2 separate regions of the Mus musculus genome follow, and region 2 is linked to region 1. A link is a contact called in public HiChIP or PLAC-seq data. All regions are on one chromosome and are shown on one strand. Each heading gives the region's core, a stretch centred on a gene start, on an enhancer-like site or on the middle of the called end of the contact. The rest is flanking DNA. Distances are from core to core; before and after follow the strand shown.

Region 1 (5,809 bases), core at 136-2,635:
CAGTTCTATGTCTCCCAGCTTGCCATGCCTGCCTCAGTGGTCCTCTCATGTCTATGAGCCACGTGACTGTCTCTGTGGGTCTCCTGTACCCATGGGGCTGTCTCCATCAGGAGACCTCTCCTAGCTTACTGGGCCCCGTGTATGCTTCCTGGTTGCTCCTTCTGTGTATGGCTCCCTATTCTGAGGAGTCTTTCTGTCTCTGGCCTCTGCCACCTTCAAACACCTCTGTGTCCTATATGCTGTTCTCTTGTCCTCAGGTGGCTTGCTTTTCCATGGCTGGCTTTCCTTGGCCTTGTGGAGTTTGTGGGCCTTGGCCCACCTCTCTTGGGTCTTGATGGCTGGCTGTCTCTTTCCCTGCATTTTTCTCCATCTCTGTAGTCCTCTCTCCCCATCTCTAGGCCCTTCCCTCAGTTCTCCCCACCAATGCCTCTCAGCTCCATGGGCTCCAGAATCCTGGGCTGCCTGGGCAGGGCGGTGGCATGGTGTGGTTGGAGGGGGTGGCCCCGGGGGTTGGCCCTTCATCCAATGCAGCTCGCTCTTCTCATCAGCATTCTCCTCGCAGGGCCCCCCAGCCCGACCAATACGATCTCCCCCTCCTCTGCTTCCCTCCCTCCTTGCTCCCTGCCTGCCTGCCTCCCTCCCTCCTGCCCGCCCTCCTCCCTGCCTCCCTCCCTTCATCTCTCCCCTCCACCACCACCACCACCACCATCACCACCACCACCACCACCACCACCACCCCACCCCCCCGCGCTCCAGGACTCAGCGCGGGCGGGCGGGCAGGCGGCGGCCTAGGAGGGGAGAAGGAGCAGTGGCGGCAGCGGTAGTAGCGGCCGGCAGCAAGGAGGCAGGCCCGGCTGGGGACACGGAGCCGCCAGCGGCTGCCGCTCACAGGGGACCAGAGTGTGCGGCCAGGCCCTCCCACCGAGAGCCGGCGGGCCCCGGGACACCCCACCCTCCTCCGCCTTCCCGTTCCACCTGCTTCTCTCCATCCTCTCCTCCCACCTCATCTCGCCACCTCGTCTGCCTCCCTTCTTGGTCTCACCAGGGCTGCCAGTTGCTCTGTCCTCGCTAGCCCCTTCATTGACCGGCCTCTCCTGGCCCTCAAGCATGTTTTTCCCGTGGGGACTGAGGGGTTGAGGACTCCCGGCCCTAGCCTCATCCAGGGCAGGGCCAAGGCTCTGGGGGGAGGGGGGGGAAGGGGGCGGCCCCCTCCCCCCCAGCAGGCCCTCCCCTCCCCCACTTCCCCCCGATGGCTGGCTTTCTTTTCTCCACCCAGTCCTCACCCCCAGTGCCCCCCCCAGGCCGGCCCGGCTAGGGGAGGGGGCGGGGGCCCTTTCCTGGGCCGGCTTCCCCCTCCCCCGGCTTTGCCTGTGCCCCCCTCCCTTCCGTTTTCACCTTCCTCTCCTCCTTTCCTCCCTCCTTCCCCTCCGTTTGCTCCTTCCCCCTCTCCTCTCTCCCCTTCTCTCCTCCATTTTCTCCTTTCCCCTTCCTCCCCTCCTGGCCCGCCCTTTGCTTTTCCACCTGTCCTTCCTCCCCGCTGCTGGGGAGACACCGTTTTGGATTAGTTGGGGGCCACCGCCGGCGGCGGGGGAGGGGGCCCAGTGGACTGCCCTCTCCCCCGGCCCCAGCCTCACCAGCACCCAGCATCGGAGCACCTCCTGGTTGTCGTTCCTCGGGCCTCGAGGGAGCCCAGCCCTCCGTCCCACCAGGATCCGTAAGTGTCTGCAGGGCGGGGATTGGGCTGGGTCCTGGGTCCTGGAAGGCCAGGCTCCCTGTCCGGCTGGCGGGGGCCCCCACAGTCCCTGCTCCCCGTGGATGGCAAGGAACCTATTTCTCGCTGCTTTGTGCCCTCCCTCTCAACCTCTCATTCTCCACGACCTCTTCTTTTCTCACCCTTACTTCTGGGTACACACCTCACACCTGCCCTCAGTCCCAGCTTTCCGGGGTCCTGTGGTAGCCAGCTCACTTCACTGGCTCCTGGATTGTCCCTCCTCCAAGCTTTGGGTCCCAGACCCACACTGGCTCCTGACTTCTTGTGTGTTGTTGTGTGTTGGGTTCTCTCTCTCTCTCTCTCTCTCTCTCTCTCTCTCTCTCTCTCACCTCTTTCACTAAGCCTTACCATAGGCCCGGCCCCATTGCACCTTCTGTCTGTCTTCTGGAGATGCCTTTACATTTTCAAGTCTGTATTTCGCCTGTCTCCCAGGCCTGTCCAACTCTGCCCAACTTCTCTGTTCTCCGCTGTTCTCCTAAGCCAGGCTCTGCATCTGACTCTGATGAGACACTAGTTCTCATCTAGTCTTCTTCCCACTCTGTCTTTCCATTCTTTGCCTGATCCTCTCCACCTCCAGCCTCTATCTCTCACTTTTCTGCTTCCCTCCCCCAGACCCCACTGTGGGCCCCTAGTCATCCCCATCTACTGCTCTCTGTCCCTGGCTTCTGCCCGGGTTCTTCCACCCACCATCCCAGTCTCTCCACTTCTGGACCACACCACCTGGCCTTTTAGCTTCCATCCCTCCCAGTACCCGTGGGCTGGGGACTCTGGGATCCTCTGTGTATGCTGCTATGCCCTTCCAGGGCATCCGCTTTGACTCAGTTTCCCTCCTGGCTCATCCTCTCTCTCGCTTGTGTGGTCAGCCCTCTCCCTGTGCGCTTCTTCTTCAAGCCTTTTCATCCTGGATTCTGCCCCTCTGGCCTCAGCCTCTTTAGGCTGCTGTGCGCTTGTCCCTAGCTCACACTCTCTGTGTGTCTGTCTCAGGCTGTGGTTGTTTGTTTGTTCTGCTTTTGGAGACAGGGTTTCCTATAGCCCAGGCTAGCCTGGAACTCACCAAGGAGCTGGGTCTGGCTTTGAACTCCTGACCCTCCTGCCTCTGTCTACTGATAGCTGGTATTACAGGTGTGTGTCAGCACACCCTGCTGGCCCCTTGGTTGTTATACTTGTTGTTATTCATCTTTGGGCCCCCTCTCTTCTCCTGTCTGCCTCCTGTCCTTTGCACGTGTCTCCCCTTGCCCATCTCTCCTCCAACCTGTAGGACCTGGCCCACTCTCCTCAGCCCCCCCCCCCCCCCCCATTGCTGGCACTGTTTCCGTGCGTCTGTATCTGCCAGGCCTGAGTCTCAGGTCTGTGAGTCCTGAACTGACCTGACCCTGCTCCTCCTTGCACTTCCCATCCGCTTCTCTAGCATCTCTTTGTTTTTGAGACAGGGTTCAGGATGCAACATAGGCTAGCCTCAAACTCACAGTGATTCCCCTGCCTCCAGACTGCAGGAATTACATCCTGGTGTGAATGTCCTACTTAGTGTCTGTCCTTTTCCCCCACTTAGCTGTGGTCAGCACTTTGGGGGGCTGCCTTTCTGTGCATGGACCTCTGTGTTCTTCACTCCCCATAGACTCTCTCTGCACTGTGCCTCTGTCCTTTCACTCTCCATAGACCGTCTCTGCACTGAGCCTCTGTCTTTTGGTTCCCATTTGTGTCTGCCACCTGTGGGTCTCTGCCCTTCTGCCCTGCCTCAGTCTATTTGTTTGTAGTCCCTGATCCCCATTTGTTCCAGATGTCCCAGGATGAACCCCCTTCCCTCCTGCCCTTCCCCTTGAGAACTCTCCTTTTAGCTCTCCCAGAATTCCTTGCTCCTCTGTCCTGGTCAAGCCTCCACATTAGATCTAAATTGCAGTCTGCAGCCACCAGTCTGTTGAGCATGCCCTTGTATCCCTCAGGCTCTCCTCACCAAAGGCTGAGGGGTGTGGAGGAGGACTTTCTCAAGGTCAGTGAAATAGAGGCAAGTGTGGGACTGATTAAGGCAACCTTTCTCCTTGGCCTGAACTTTTCTGGCCAGAGAGGCCAAATCCAAGCCTTGGCTTGTGACTCTGCCCTTTCTTGGGAGTGCTTTCCATGGCCCCAGGTGGGATGTCAGGGGACACTAGACACATGTCACAGTGCTCTGGGCTCTGCAATAACCCTCTTTCATTGGAACATGGTCTACAACCAGGTCCAGGGATCCGTGTGCACATCTGGCAAAGCACATCCCGCCCAGCAGTTACACTGCCAAAGGCCTGGAGTGCCCAGAACACTCCAGGAGCTGAACTCCCCGGGGCTGGACCTGTAAGGAGAAGTCATGTACCCGTACTCGATCCCTAGAACAGGGTACAGGCAGGGTTTCAGTACCCACTTCCTGCAGTCAGCCTTCCAGCTTTCTGTCCTTCCCACCAGACGCTCTGGTCTCCCGAGTCAGTCTGTGCCTCTCCCTGTTCTCCGGCTTTCTCTTCCGTCACTCACCCACTCCCATGCACTGATAGCCCCTTGTTTGGTCTTGCCCTGCTCCCTTTCTCTGGTGTCTGTCCTTTATGTCCACATCTCCCAGTCAGCCCCTTCCCTGTCTCTCCCAGTCCTGTCTCTGATTTCCTTCAACTTTTGTTCGCTCTCTGTTTTCAGCCGTTTCTGCCATCCTTCTGTGCTTTCATATCTGCCTGTTTTCCGTTCCTTTCTCACATTCTGAGTCCCAGCATCTCTCCTTTGCAGCCTCTCATCAGATACTTTTTCTTTTTTCTTTTTTTTCCCCTGTTGTTCTCTTTCTTCTGTACTCTCTTTTTAGGTTCTTTGCTATGTCCCTCCCTCCCTCCCTCCCTCCCTCCCTCCCTCCCTCCCTCCCTCCCTCTCTCCCTTGCTCCTTCTCTCCCTTCCTCCCCCTCACCAAGTTTCCCAATTCTGAGATTCTTTCACCTGTCAGACCCTGGGTGTCCAGGCCTCTCTCCCATGGGATTGTGGGAACCAGGGACGTCAGGAAGGTGGCAAGTGAGGCTTGGGATGGGGTTGCCTAGCAACCACTGCATCCTCTCCAGCCAGTTTCTGTTGCCTAGTAACAGCTGCCTGCCCAGAGACAGAGGCGGGACTGGGGTGGTGGTAGCACTTTTCAGTTTCCTGTTGGGGTGGGGCTGGTCCCCAGGTTCACTCCTACTTGAAATTTCTAGTAATGCCTGTCCTATCTGTGACCTCTGACCTTTCCATCTTCCAGAGCTCAGGACTATATGAGCTTGGTGTCCCCAGCAAGCTGAGCCGTTCAGAACTGTATATTCCTCCCCAATGATGTCTGGGAGGACTATGCTTGCCACCCCATCGAGCAGCTTTCCTAACGGTTGCTGCCCCCCCACATCGGCCATCTCCCTTGGGGCTTGGGGGTCTCTCTGCAGGTGGCGAGTGGGGGCCGCGGCAGCTGCGTCCCCATGAGGAGGGGAGGAAGATGCCGGCTGAGCTGCTGCTGCTGCTGATAGTCGCCTTCGCCAATCCCAGCTGCCAGGTGCTGTCATCACTGCGCATGGGTGAGGCCCCAGCACCCTGCTCCTCAGAAACTCTCCCTCCAGGCCCCTCCCAGGAGCTCAGGCAAATAGCACCAAAGTGCTCTGGCCCCAGCTTCTCCTCCTGTGGACCCAGGAGTCCAGATACTCTGCCAGCCAGCCTTAGATCCAGGAGTCTAGGCCCCTTCATACCTATCCCTCCCTCTACACTAGAGGCCACAAGTCCAAGACCCCACAGCTACCCTTTCTCAGGCCCAGGAACCTGGCCCCTCCCAACTCCTGTCTCCTCTCAGCTGCAATCCTGGACGACCAGACCGTGTGTGGCCGTGGTGAGCGTCTGGCCCTGGCCCTGGCCCGAGAGCAGATCAATGGGATCATCGAGGTCCCAGCCAAGGCCAGAGTGGAAGTAGACATCTTTGAGCTGCAGCGGGACAGCCAGTACGAGACCACGGACACCAGTGAGCGGGGCCTCAGGGGCGTGGGGTGAGGCAGGGCAGGTGGGGCCTCCTCAGCTCAGCCTTGT
Region 2 (5,447 bases), core at 1,914-4,413, 130 kb before region 1:
CAGAAGTGGCTTACACCAGCACCATGAAGGCAACGCAAGAGCTTCAAAAGTTCAGAGTCAGGATTTGAGGGAGGGGGCAATATCTTACCACTGAGATAGGACCCTGTTGGGGCTTGACGACAGTGGCCCATCACTCCACAGAGGAACAGAGCTGAGGGCTTGCCCTGGAATGAGGAGTTCCCCAGAATGATTCCAGTATGTGGGGGCTGGGGGGCAGGGGCAAAACGGTCCTTACCAAGGCCTCAGAATATTTCTGAATTAGATGTAAAGAGACTGGGCAGAGGAGACATTAAGGGGGAAAAAGCCACCTAGACCCTTTATTTGGCCTGTAGTCTTCCTGCTGCCACCTATATGGGGAGTTGAGAACTATCAGAGACAGATGTGAGCCCTTGGCATGGGAACTTAAGGTGACTGAGGTGGCCCTAGTGCACTCAGCTTGGCAGCAACTGTTCCATGAAACCTCCATGTAGCTGGGCTGAACTGAACACCCTGGGGATTCCAGGTTGGGCTCGAGAAATCGGGAAGAGCCCCTGTTTTATTGATACCCAAGACTGGCACTCCGGGACTCACAGACCAGAGTGACCAGACAGCTGTGACTGAGCAGTTGGGCTTCTCTGGAGAAGCCCAAAGGACAGTGAATGGAGAGATGCGGCCTGCTCACTAGCACGACCAGGCCCAACAGGGAACATGTTTCTTAACCCCAGAGCTTGGGGGAGAAAGCAGGAGGGTCAGGAGTTCAAGGTCATCCTCAAACACAACAAGTTTGAGGCCAGCCTGGTCTCCTTGAGACCCTGCCTCAAAAGCAACAATGACAGAAAAAATTACCACATCACTGAGTAACATTTGAGTCATGAAATACAACATTCAGAAAAAGTATGGAAGATACCACATGTAATGTAAATCTCATGTGTAACCCCATGCCGGGGTTTGTGGAGGAAGCAAGCTGAGCCATCTCTCCTGGAGGCCTCTACCAGCTGCTTTTCCGTTCTTTCTTACTATGTAGCCCTGGCTAACCTGGGACTCCCTACGTACACCAGGCTGGCCACAAACTCAGAGATCCACCTGCCTTTGTGAGCTTTTCCGAGTGCTGGGGTTAAGGGTGTGGGACAACACAGCTAGCTGGTACAATACATTTTTATTTTTCATATATCTTGTGTCATGTCTTATTTTGCTCACTGCTATGCTGTGAGGCTCTTCCGTGTGTTTATCTGAAATTGATGTGTTTTTATTGCTACGTATCATCCCAGTGTGTGGATACGCTATGAATTCACGTGCTGGGTGGATATTTTGAGTTGTTCCCATTTGAAGCCGCTATGAACATTCTCGAGCATATTTGTTTACTTGTTTTTTTTAAAGATTTATTTATTTTTATTATATGTAAGTACACTGTAGCTGTCTTCAGATACTCCAGAAGAGGGAGTAAGATCTCGTTACGGATGGTTGTGAGCCACCATGTGGTTGCTGGGATTTGAACTTCGGACCTTCGGAAGAGCAGTCGGGTGCTCTTACCCACTGAGCCATCTCGCCAGCCCCCTGTTTACTTGTTTTGTGTGTGAACAAACTCTTCTTTCCACTGGGATCTCTCTCCCTTGAGGTAGAATTGCTGGTCATGGTTATGAATAGGGTCTGCTTTGGTAGATCCCATCTGAACACTGCATCCCATAATCCTGATCAGGTTACCACAGACACAGTGACTGACGGATTATCAACCACCATGTGGGTGCTGGAAATGGAGCCCAGGATCTCTGGAAGAGCAACCAGTGCTCTTAACCAATGAGCCATCCCTCCAGCCCCTCCAGTGAGCATCTCTATTGTTTCCCCTTGAGACCATTTTCCCTAAAGTGGATATACAGATAGATACCTTGTCACCAGTGGTGCCCGAGCAGCCCCTGCTTCCTCCTCACCAGTCTGCTGTTGTCAGACAAATACATCCGCTCATCTGTTGGGTGTGTAGTAGTGCATCATTGTGACTTATTTTCTTTCTCTCCAGTGATTGATTGCTTCTGCTTTTCTAAGAAAGTATTTTGTTTTATTTATGATAGGTGTGTGTGTGTGTCTGTGTGTGCATATGCTTGGCGGTTAAAAGAGGACATTGAATACCCTAGATCTAGAGTCACAGGAGGTTATGACCTACCCAAGTGGCTGCTGGGAACCTGGTCCTTCACAAGAGCAGCAACAACAGACAAGAGCTTCTCAGCTGCTGAGCCATCTTTCCAGCCTTCCCCCTTTTTGGAGGTAGTAGGAAGGGAGCAGCAGTCTGAGTCTGTCTTAAATGTATTCCAGACTAGCCCTGAAGTTCCGATTCTTTTTCCAGTTCGTTTGTTCTTTCTTTCTTTCTTTCTTTCTTTCTTTCTTTCTTTCTTTCTTTCTTTCTTTCTTTCTTTCTCTCTCTCTCTCTCTCTCTCTCTTCCTTCCTTTCTTTCTTTCTTTCTTTCTTTCTTTCTTTCTTTCTTTCTTCCTCTTTCTTCCTTCCTTCCTTTCTCTCTCTCTCTCTCTTTCTTTCTTTCTTCCTTTTTTTTAAGAATTATTTTTATTTATTTTTCTGTATATGAGTACACTGACACTGTTTTCAGACACACCAGAAAAGAGCATCAGATCCCAATACAGATGGCGTGGGCCACCGTGTGGTTGCTGGGATTTGAACTCAGGACTTCTGGAAGAGCAGTCAGTGCTCTTAACCACTGAGCCATCTCTCCAGCCCCCTTCTTCCATTTCTTGACTGCTCAATTTACATGTGTATGCCACTATTGCTTGGTTTCATTTCTGCTTACTCTTTAATTTTTAAAACAAATATTTCAGGGGGAGGGAGGGAGGGAGGAGAGCGAGCGTGAGCATGTTTGTGTGTGTTTTGTATTTGGTCGTGTGTATGCAATGCACTTGAGGAGACCAGAGGACAACTTTGTGGAGTATGTGGGTCCCTGGCATTGAACTCGGGGTTAAGCCAAGATCCATCTCACCAACCCAATTTCTGTTTGTTCTTGAGTAAAGACTGTGAGGGAGTGAAGTGCACAAGGCAGGGGCCCACACTCCACCCCAGCCTGTGCATCCTGCTAAACATCTGACTGCCCTGCGATGACCTATTTTTTATTGTTACATTGTGTCACATTTTCTTTCTGCCTCATCCTTTGACCAGCCTCTGTCTCACCCCGCCATCCACTCCCTGGACCACACCTTGGACTGAGTCATTCCCTGGAAGTGTAAACAAACAAAGGGACATTTCCTGAGTCCTTATACCACGTGCCAGGCACCATGCCAAAGGCTCAGTGTGCATTTATCCCTCATACATTCCTGCGAGGCTGGTAGTAATTCCCTCATCATTTAAGCTCTGTGAGACACACACAGCTAGGTGAGGCCACTTGTCTGAGTGACACAGTGAAGTGACAAGCAGGATTGTGCAAGTCCCAAATTTAAATTCTTAGGGGTGTGAACGTAGCTTGACGATAGCATGCTTGCTTAGTGTCCAAGGACCCAAGGTCACACAGGGTTCGGGGCTGGACTTTGGTCTCGGCATTGAGGGTACTAGCTACTTTCTCAGAGGACACAATGTGAGCCCTGTCACACACAGGCAGTTGACAACTGTCACTGATTTCAGGGGTGGCCAACCTCTGCAGAAATCAGGCATACGTGTGGTGCACATGCAGACAAAACACCCATGTACGTGCAGTAAAACAACTTTCAAAAAAAAATTAAAAATTTAAAAAATATTTGGTTTTCCTTTTTCTTTTTTTCTTCTCTCTTTTCTTTTCTTTTTGTTTTATTTTTATTTATTTATTTATTTATTTATTTTTGGTTTTTCGAGACAGGGTTTCTCTGAATAGCTCTGGCTATCCTGGAACTCACTTTGTAGACCAGGCTGGCCTCAAACTCAGAAATCTGCCTGCCTCTGCCTCCCAAGTGCTGGGATTAAAGGCATGCACTACTGCTGCCTGGCTATTTTCTTAATATTTAACATTTAATTTTTATGTTATGCATGTATGTATGTAAGTGCACCACATGTGTGCAGAAGTCCACAGAGTTTGGAAGGGGCATTTGGTGTTTGTTCCCCTAGAACTATAGTTACGGAGCTGTAGTTTCGAGCTGTCATGAAGGTGCTGACACCAAACCTGGGTCCTTTGCAAGAGCAATAAATACTCTTAACTGCTGAACCATCTTTCCTGAAAATTTAAAAGTCACATTTGTGTGTTGTGTGTGTTGTGTTGTGTGGGTGTGCATATGCATGCCACCGTGTACATGTAGAAGTCCCCAGACACTCTCTCCTGCTGTGTGTCCTGGGAATTGAACTTAGACAATTGCACTTGACAGCAAGCACCCGCTAAGCCTTCTCATTGGCCCCAAATTCCTGGGTTTGATCACAACCCTATACAGTCTTCCATGCCTTCAGACTCCAGTATCCCAATCATCCCAGCATCTGCCATCTCCACCTGTCAGGCCTTCCTGGCTGTCACACCTGTGTTATCAGGTCCTCTCAGGATCCTTCTGTTGTGTACCAGTGGAGCAGACCCCTCCGGCTTCTCCTTTCCCCATGCAGCTACAGTCTTCTGGCAAACCTTCTGATCTCTCTCACTAACCCTCTGATAGAACCTCAGCAGGAAACGGAAGGGACCACAGCTGGAACTTTGAAGGTAATTTAATGAAGGAACTGTTGGTGAGGACATTGTTGAGGGAACCTGGAGGGAGGGTAATACCACAGGAAACTGACCATACTGCCCTTAAATCTAACTGGCAGGATGTCGCATGAAATGGTACTACTGGAACTCGCGAGCCTGCCTTGAGGAGCTGAGGCTGTGGAAGGCACCATACAGCTACCATCAGAGCCAAGGGATTGAGCAGAGAGAGCTTGGAGGGGTGCCTAAAATGCACGATCTTCCTGCTTTAAGGCCTTGCTGGTGCTTCGAAAGGAAAACCTTGAGATCAAAATGCTAGAGGGGCTGGGCGTGGTGGCGCACGCCTTTAATCCCAGCACTTGAGGCAGAGGCAGGTGAATTTCTGAGTTCGAGGCCAGCCTGGTCTACAGAGTGAGTTCCAGGACAGCCAGGGCTACACAGAGAAACCCTGTCTCAAAAAACCAAAAACAAAACAAACAACCAAACAAACCTCTAGAGGGGTAGGGCCAGGCTCCTTGGGCAGTGAGGCAGAAGGATTGAAAAGTCAAAGCCTGTCTGGACTACATGATGAAGTCTTGTCTCAAATTAGAAAGCAAGGGCTGGGCGTGGTGGCACACGCCTTTAAACCCAGCACTTGGGAGGCAGAGGCAGGCGGATTTCTGAGCAGGCGGATTTCTGAGTTTGAGGCCAGCCTGGTCTACAAAGTGAGTTCCAGGACAGCCAGGGCTTGGCATACAAGCTCTGGGAGAGCTGAACCTGGATCCTTAGCATTGTGTAAAAAGTGGGTCCCTGTTTGTAATCCCAACTTCTGAAGAGGTAGAGATGGGTGGATTCCTAGGCTTG

The links. HiChIP or PLAC-seq counts read pairs in DNA pulled down with a chosen protein or histone mark.
Region 2: an HNF4G HiChIP or PLAC-seq map of pancreatic cancer cells shows a contact between it and region 1. The contact joins the enhancer-like site here to the promoter of Grik5 in region 1. A contact is called at or near these places in 4 of 39 promoter capture datasets (the C10 cell line, embryonic stem cells, macrophages and 1 more), 4 of 15 datasets of contacts at CTCF or cohesin (CD8 T cells, the NIH/3T3 cell line, embryonic stem cells and 1 more), 22 of 484 Hi-C or Micro-C datasets (B cells, CD8 T cells, Th1 cells and 15 more), 31 of 115 datasets of contacts at active chromatin or transcription factors (the 230-238 cell line, CD8 T cells, the SCID.adh cell line and 19 more) and 5 of 9 other capture datasets (adipose tissue, embryonic stem cells, liver and 2 more).

What each region holds. Positions count from the first base shown.
Region 1 is chr7:25,067,945-25,073,753 of GRCm38.p6, reverse strand. It overlaps Grik5 (glutamate receptor, ionotropic, kainate 5 (gamma 2)), which reads left to right and starts at 1,385. Exons shown (of 20, transcript NM_008168.2): 1 at 1,385-1,714; 2 at 5,182-5,310; 3 at 5,580-5,744. The coding sequence starts at 5,232.
Region 2 is chr7:25,195,612-25,201,058 of GRCm38.p6, reverse strand. It overlaps a transcript of Dedd2 not described here. Among named protein-coding and RNA genes, the nearest start is that of Mir7048, 19 kb to the left of the region's middle. Within about 2 kb of position 3,163, at least 53 of the 459 cell types and tissues checked have an H3K27ac peak or open chromatin away from gene starts, as enhancers often do. A contact at or near this core is called in group 2 innate lymphoid cells and pancreatic cancer cells, where this site is marked.